Regions from separate parts of the Zea mays genome. Here region 1 is linked to region 2. The links are chromatin contacts, called in public Hi-C maps. All regions are on one chromosome and are shown on one strand. The core of a region is the stretch at or near the end of the contact, and the rest is flanking DNA. Distances in the headings are between cores, read along the strand shown. Region 1 holds the start of LOC100286052 (TBC1 domain family member 22A). Region 2 holds the start of LOC100381480.

Evidence for each region. A called contact is a pair of places that touch in the nucleus more often than the background predicts.
Region 1: a contact with region 2 is called in a Hi-C map of ear, with 2.2 times the contacts expected there. The contact joins the promoter of LOC100286052 here to the promoter of LOC100381480 in region 2. A contact is called at or near these places in 2 of 25 Hi-C or Micro-C datasets (ear and tassel).

Annotation. Positions count from the first base shown.
Region 1 is chr4:176,512,532-176,516,683 of Zm-B73-REFERENCE-NAM-5.0, reverse strand. LOC100286052 (TBC1 domain family member 22A) reads right to left here and starts at 2,247. Exons shown (of 11, transcript NM_001158940.1): 1 at 1,957-2,247; 2 at 1,661-1,860; 3 at 1,176-1,311; 4 at 903-1,086; 5 at 372-442; 6 at 149-286; 7 at 1-45. The coding sequence starts at 1,734.
Region 2 is chr4:176,196,658-176,200,548 of Zm-B73-REFERENCE-NAM-5.0, reverse strand. LOC100381480 reads left to right here and starts at 1,977. Exons shown (of 2, transcript NM_001174316.1): 1 at 1,977-2,297; 2 at 2,375-2,929. The coding sequence starts at 2,175. The coding sequence ends at 2,782.

The DNA.
Region 1 (4,152 bases), core at 998-3,497, 320 kb before region 2:
AAAAAATGTAACATCAGGTACGGTTCTTGGGCAATCAACTGCAATCTGCAGAACAAGATGTACAAGTAAAAAAGGTGTAAGATGATTCATTTCAAGAAAAAAATAGGTAGAGAGGACGAGTCACCAAGTTACAGGTCAAAAAGGTTACCTGGCGAAGCATGGTAATTTCTTCATCTGAGCGTTCACTATCTGGAATATCATAGTATTGAGAAACACATTCCACGTACTCCAGCCTTTTCCTTGTTAGAACACCTTCTCGTCTATCTTTATTAGGCGGTGCATATCCCTGTAGCCAGCTATATTAAATTCAAATATAGAAACGGCAAATTCAAAATAAGCTATATGATCTTTACACCTTCTCAACTACTCACCAAAAGAAGCCGCCATACATTAGGTCGCATATATGGAGGCACACCACTCCAAGATAGTTCACGCAATTTGTCTACAGAATAGAGGATACACAGTAGATGTCAACTAAATTATAGGTAACCTTGAATAAAAAATTTAAATATTGACGATTTATCAACTCTGAACTGAGATACAAATCAATGTTTACAATTGCACTTGATACACTAAAATCACCGGTTTTCCTTGTATCTGAAATAATCTTTTAGGATCAACAAAAGCAAGCTCAATTGATAAATAGAAGTGGAAAACATAGATTCCATAAGCACTTGCCACTTGTCAGATTATCATCTGCACATAATTTTAACTACATGTGGTGTTTGACTTACAGACCAAAACAATCCAAAAGCATCCAAATAGAAAATTGTACTTTAGAGACAATCAGCCATGTTTAATATAAGAATATTAACGTAATGTTTACTTCTGAGATCAAACTACTTCAGGCAAATTTGATGATGAACTCCAAATGATACACTACAAAGAATAATCCACAATACCTAATATAACAGCTGGCCTAGATAGTTCCGTTGTGAATTTAGCAATTCTTGCAGAATCAGTAGCTCTAGCCCCAGAAACTAGCCCCTGAGCATCTGGCAATGAATTTGAACTACTTGTTGACAGAATATTTGATTTCTTTGAACTTGCATTGTCAAATGAGTTTCCAGATGCTTGACCTTCTCCCTGCACAGTGTGACAGTTAAAACACGCTCCATCAGTCCCAATACATCTTCTCTACGTGCCAAAAGTAATCAAAACTAATAGCATATCACCTCCTGACGAGAACCCTCCTTGCGCTCATCTTCATCGTGCTCGCTCTCAAAGCTTGGAGAATAATCAGGAGGGGAGAGAGGCTCGGATCGCCGGGTTAGCAAAACCTTCCCAGGAAAGCTGCGTCCTTTAAGCATTCTGATAATTTGGAAAAGGAAGCGACCGGCGGTCATTCGTTAAGGTTTCGAGCAGGTAGTGCATACGATGCCTAGAACAACGCGTTGAGATCCAGATAGAGACAACGACAAAACTAGCAAGGATGCAGGTTATAGAAGTGCAGTTTGGTTATTTTCGGATGACAACAGGTAAAGAGAACCATATCAAAGCATTTCTTGGTGAATTGCAACCCAGGAACTGTGCTCTGGTGCACCGACAGTCTGATGATACGCAAAGGTGTGGCCGCATCGACGGCCCGTCTCATCTCGGGGCAATCGGACCGAAGCGGAGGGAACGCCTCGCGCGAGGAAGGAAAGGCCGGCCTGCTTACCCTTGCACGTTGCGGAGGGTCTGGTTGAAGCGCCACTCCGTGTTATTGGGGCTCCCGCCGCCGCCGCCGCTCATCGCTGCCGATCCGCCCTTGACGCAGGCCGCGAAGAATCGCCGAGATCCGCAGCGTCCGTCCAGACAGTGCCACCCGTGTTCTCAGCACCGCCGCCTGCCGCCCGCGCGCCCGCCTTCTGGTTGATCCTGCTGCGAGGCAAGCGGTTCGGTCACCGATCTAAGGATGCGCCTGGTTGGAATGGAGGGATGAGGGGTGACGGGGTGGAGCAATCCCGTTCGTACCGGTGCTTGGTTGGAGGGTGGAGCCGCTCCCCACACTTCGCCGAGATTCGGAGCCAGCCCGTTCCAGGAAAAAAAAAAATCGCCGGGCGAGCTCGTTCGAATCGGAACAGCGTGAGCGCCGTTCCCTCCCTCCCTCCCTCCCTCCCTCTCTCTCTCTCTCTCTCCCTCTCTGAGGCAACTCGAGCACCGACGCGGTGGCGTGGATAGGAGCGGTCGGCGTCGGCGGGCGGGAGAGGAGCGATGCCGGTGGCCGGAGAGGATTTGGGGATCCACGAGAAGAGAAGCGAGAACGCAACTGAAAGCGCTTGCAAGGAGATTTCACATCGTAGTAATGAAAGCGTACGTCATAGTTTACGCCTCTCTAGTTCATGATGTTTGATGTGCATGCTTTCTTCTTTCCTAACTTCCATTTTCTTTTTTTATTAGAAAACTGGCTCTTGTAACGAATTTGCGAAAAAAAAATTATATACATGCCGGATACAAACGCATAGTTCCTCACATATACCACCCGTAGGCCTAAAAAACAGATCGAAATATGCAACTTAACGTCTTAGCAATTTGTTTTTCTTCTATTTTTGTGGGTTTCTAAGTGGTGGATGTGAGAGTAGAGGTGGTAATGAACTCAATATTTTATACTACAAACTTTAAGGATCAAATCAGATTAGTATCAGACTATATTCCTATTTATTTTTTAACTAAAATTATTTAAGGGTACTAACTTTTTGTGAAAGAACATTTAGATCGTAATTTATTACCACCCCTGTGTGAGGGTCTACAAAGGAGTGTGTTTTGCATAAGGATGCAAAAAAAAGCTGAATTTGCATTCGCCTCGTCTACTAGACAGAAGGGGGTGTCTGATTACTTTCACCTAAACTTTAGTCCCTACAATTTATATGCGAGAGACCTAATTTAATAATATTGTTTAATAATTTTGAAACTGTCGGAGAGAAAATTCTCTGACCGGGTGGCGAAATGCACCCGCTCTAAATCCTAAGATGAGGAGGGGCCTAAACGTTTTGCTTGTTAGTTGGAAAATGGGGAGAACACAAGAACACACAAGAATTTAGGGTGGTTCGGGCCGCCGGAGCGTAACACCCTACTCCACTGCGTGATGTATTGAACTTGTATGAACTTGTGAGTCTAAGTGTGCTTGAGAGAGCTAGAGTCTATGCTGGGTCTGAGTCCGTTTCAGCCCGTTCTAGCCTGTGTTGTAACGTTGCGTGCCTCCCCTTTTATAGTTGAAGGGGGGCACGTACAAGGGTGCTGAGCCCCGACATGCGGGCTCAGAGACATAACGGATATAACGAATGTAATACTTGGAGCAACTGATGTTCGTTGCTGGAGTAGTCTCCTTGCGCCCTAATATCCGCGATCTGCATAGCTTTGGCGTGCAGGGGAAGCCTCTCTTGGCAATGTACGAATGATGATGGTCACAGTGCTCCTCGCAGCACGGGCGTACTGTTTAGCAATGGACTAGACAGACACGCCGCTTGCAGGATGGCCTGGACGCCACCTGCCAGCGGATTGGACAGGACACATTAAATGCTGAGGCGGCACATCACCTGTCAGCGGAATAGTCAGGCGGCGCGTCTTCTCCGCAATAAATGCAAAGACCGCGCGGCCCAGAGGCCTTACGTCAGGCTCCGCCCGCTGGCTTACGTCACGGGCGATATGCCACGTGGCAGCATCGGGCCTCCGCTTGAGCGGGGAGCGGAAGTGTACATGGTATGGCCCGGACACGTGTCGGCTCCGGACCCCCCGCCTGGTCTTGATAGCCTAGGTATTCTCTGCCCCAGAATCTCGGGACCCTGCTGAGGGTGGCCCGGACCCTACACAGAGAGGTCCGGGACCCGTCCCGGGGGTCCGGTTTGTACCCGCAGAGATCCTGGACCCTGCCCTGAGGTCCGGTCCGGATATGCTGGGGTCCAACACCTTCCCATGGGGTCCGGACCCACCGTTGATACCTTGGAGGGTATTGTCTCCCCTGGCCACGTGGCGGCCCTGAAGCCGTCCACGTGGTGGGGTCGAGTGTTTGTTCGCCACGCGACTAAAGATAGTCGCATGGACATCGCACCTTCATACTGTAGTAACGGGTACCCCTTTTCCAGGGTACTGACAGTGGCTCCCGGGCCCGCCTCAGGGGAGGATACGAGCCTATAGGTGGGGCCAAAGCTGGATTGTTGATTGGTGTGCTGC
Region 2 (3,891 bases), core at 728-3,227:
GTTCCAATGGCCGCAATACGTACCATGGCGATTGGAGATGTGCGACCACAGGAACAACAAGAGCAAGATCAACCTTCTTCCTCAACGATGGTGCATCCCTCAACTCAAAATGATGAACAGGTTCCTCAAGAAGAGGCGCGTGATCAAGGGGGAGCACAAGAAGAACCAGCTATGGAGGAAGAAGCACCACGGGCCCCTCCAACTCAAGTCCGAGTGACGATCCAACGGAATCACCCCGTTGACCAGATTCTGGGTGACATAAGCAAGGGAGTAACTACTCGCTCAAGATTAGCTAACTTTTGTGAGCATTACTCGTTTGTCTCTTCTATTGAGCCTTTCAGGGTAGAAGAGGCCTTGCAGGATCCGAACTGGGTGTTGGCCATGCAGGAAGAGCTCAACAACTTCAAGAGAAACGAAGTTTGGAGCCTGGTGCCACGTCCAAAGCAAAACGTTGTGGGAACCGAGTGGGTGTTCTGCAATAAGCAAGACGAGCACGGGGTGGTGACAAGAAACAAGGCTCGACTTGTGGCAAAAGGTTATGCCCAAGTCGCCGGTTTGGATTTCGAGGAGACTTTTGCTCCTGTGGCTAGGCTAGAGTCTATTCGCATTCTATTAGCCTATGCTGCTCACCATTCTTTCAGGTTGTTTCAAATGGATGTGAAGAGCGCTTTCCTCAAAACGGGCCAATCAAGGAGGAGGTGTACGTGGAACAACTCCTGGCTTTGAGGATGACAGGTATCCCGACCACGTTTTTAAGCTCTCTAAGGTGCTCTATGGACTTAAGCAAGCCCCAAGAGCATGGTATGAATGCCTTAGAGATTTCTTAATCGCTAATGCTTTCAAGGTTGGGAAAGCCAATCCCACTCTTTTCACTAAGACTTGTGACGGTGACCTTTTTGTATGCCAAATTTATGTCGATGACATAATATTTGGTTCTACTAACCAAAAGTCTTGTGAGGAGTTTAGCAGGGTGATGACCCAAAAGTTTGAGATGTCGTTGATGGGTGAGTTGAACTACTTCCTTGGGTTCCAAGTGAAGCAACTCAAGGACGGCACCTTCATCTCCCAAACAAAGTACACTCAAGATCTTCTCAAGCGGTTTGGGATGAAGGACGCCAAGCCCGCAAAGACACCAATGGGAACCGACAGACATGTCGACCTCAACAAAGGAGGTAAGTCCATATGAAGAATACAAATTATTGTTGCAATGGGGTGTATTCTTTCATTTTGTTTATTACATACAATTTAAAAAAATATATGCTATCCCCTCAAAATGCTGTCCAACAACTTTGTTTGGTCATCCCATCAATTTGCTAGGAACAGTAGCAGAGTAGCTTTACTTTGTGAGCAGCTACTAGTGAGAGGGGTCCTTGTGGGTTGATCATGGACGTTGAATCCTTGATGGATGGTTGGATCAGGTATTTTTGTTCTCATAAAATATTCACGCATCATTATAATTTAAATATAAAAGCATAATCGTATAAGCTTAGAGACTGGATCAAAATAATTGTATAACTCAATCCAAACATCTAACACATATGTAGGGGCGCTAATACTATCAAATAGGGATTATGAAACTTGTCAAAAATCTTTTTCAAGTGTGCAAAATGCTTGAGAAAGCAACAGAAATCCATACCAAGTTCATAGTTCATATTTGTGTCAAGTACTAACCTAGAATTTAAATATAATTCATTTTCTATTTTTAATTTTATAAATATTAAAGCTCCTGGGCAGAGAAAAAAAAAGAAATGATAGATCTGAGCAAAGTGCCCAAACTAATGGGAGAAGTATAAAAATCTCTATGCAAAAAGAAGCAATAATGCAAAATTCAAATAATAACAGAAATGAAAATAGAGTTTGAATCCACAAAATTGTCTTTTTATTTTATTATTGCCAACCGACTTAAATTTCCAGTATATAATGCAGCAGCCTACATGGAGTCGGTGCAAAATCTCTAGTCTCGGCATTTCCTTCCTCGCAATATTCTGATCTTCTATCTCCTTCCACCGTTTGCAAGAAGGGCTAGCTTAGCGCACCTCCTTGACGAGGCGGAGAGCAGCGCTGGCGAGAAGGGCTCAGCGCACCTCCTTGATGCGGCGGAGAGCGGCGTCGGCATCAAGGGCTCAGCGCAGGCGGCGGCCTCCACATCCCTCCATCCATGGTTAGAAGCTACGATGGAGACGACGGAGGGCAGCTGCAAGGAATCTCCCGTCGCGCAGACGGTCGCCGTGGAAGGCAGAGACAGAGAATCTGACAGAAAGAACCGCGAGCACCTTTGTGCGGAAGCCCTCTCGCAGGTACGAATTACATGATAAATTTTGTTTGAAAAGCTCTAAGCCTGTGTAATTTTTACCGGCGAACGGCAGTGGTCTAGCTGCCGGGCTCCAAGATTGACGGGGAGTACGACCCCTTAATGCTTGACCTCTTCGTCTACCGGCGTGCCGTTGCTCCGCGGGACACCGCCTGGGAGAGTGCCCCATTGGTCCTCCACGACGAGGGACTCATCACAGTCAGGGTTGGCTGGCCTCCACATGAACCCGAGCAGCCATGGGACCTAGTGGAAGCTATGACGAGGATCCTTGGCCACCATCCGGGCCCAGTATCTTCGTTCCGCCTCCATTCGTCGCTCTCGCCCGACGTGGACACGCTGGGCTGCTGGATGGATTTGCTCTCAGAGAAGGGAGTCGCAGAGTTGATTATCTTCAACTTGTACCAGGACGTATCGACCGCGCAGCTGCCGTTGCAACGTCTCACATCGTACCACCAGTGCGCACGTATGTGACAGTTGATCGCATTAACTTCCATCGTATCCTCGCAGTCGCAGTCGCAGGCGGCAGACAACCTCGATCCATATGAAAATTAGAGTATACTAAGGTTGTCTGCATCAGATTATACATATGATTGTGTAATTTAACACTTAGAATTCTCGAAAGAGTCCCGGTTGCACCGATTCCTCCCACGAGTGCCTAGACGGCATGTGCGCTCCCACGGTCCCCCAACCACGTCAGTTCTCCCAGATCGGCAGATCGTGCAAGCGCATAGATTTAGGAGATCTTTTTATGGTAGTTACAATTAGCGGATGTTGTTGTGGATACGTGTAAGCTATGCTGGTGTGAATCGTAAAATTGTTTGTTAATCGTTATAATTTTATATTGGAATCGGGTGAAACAATTCAATAAAAACAATCATTGGTTGAACTTTAAAATTATATATGCCATAAAAATCATATGTATAACTCATAAAAAAACATTGTACCAGTACCTAAAAACATACACAAGATTGGTTAATGACTTAGAATGTGCATATATTTGTCAATTGTTGGCAAAAATACTATCGACTTATATCATATATAAATGATACTTTTCAGTAGTTACAAGAAGCTTATATCATAAATGATACTGCACATTTCAAGCGTAAAATGTGATTCGATGTATATAACTTTTTCCTTGGTAATACATAAATAATAGATCATCAGCAATTGTACAAAAAAACATGGTTTACATGAAATTTAGTGAAAACATTGACTAAAAATTCTCAGTATTCCGCATGATGATGAACATATATAGATTATTGGGTGACAGTGTTGAATCATGGGTTTCGATCGAACACGTACGCGGGGAAAGAAGTAGCTAGCGTGGGGTTTTCAGAAGGTGGCGACTGAATCAGGGATGAGTAGCAGGCGGCTGCGTACGTTCGTGGTGACGCATGATGCATGGATGATTGGGGTCGATCGATCCGCTACTCGTTCGTTCGTGGTCACGCATGCACGTCTCCTCGTCGAAACATGGGCTGTACTGTACGTCGTCACTGTGTTGAACCGGAAATATATGAGCAGTAGTAGTGCAACAAGCGATGGCGGATGGAATGGAAATAAAAGCAGCTACACTACAC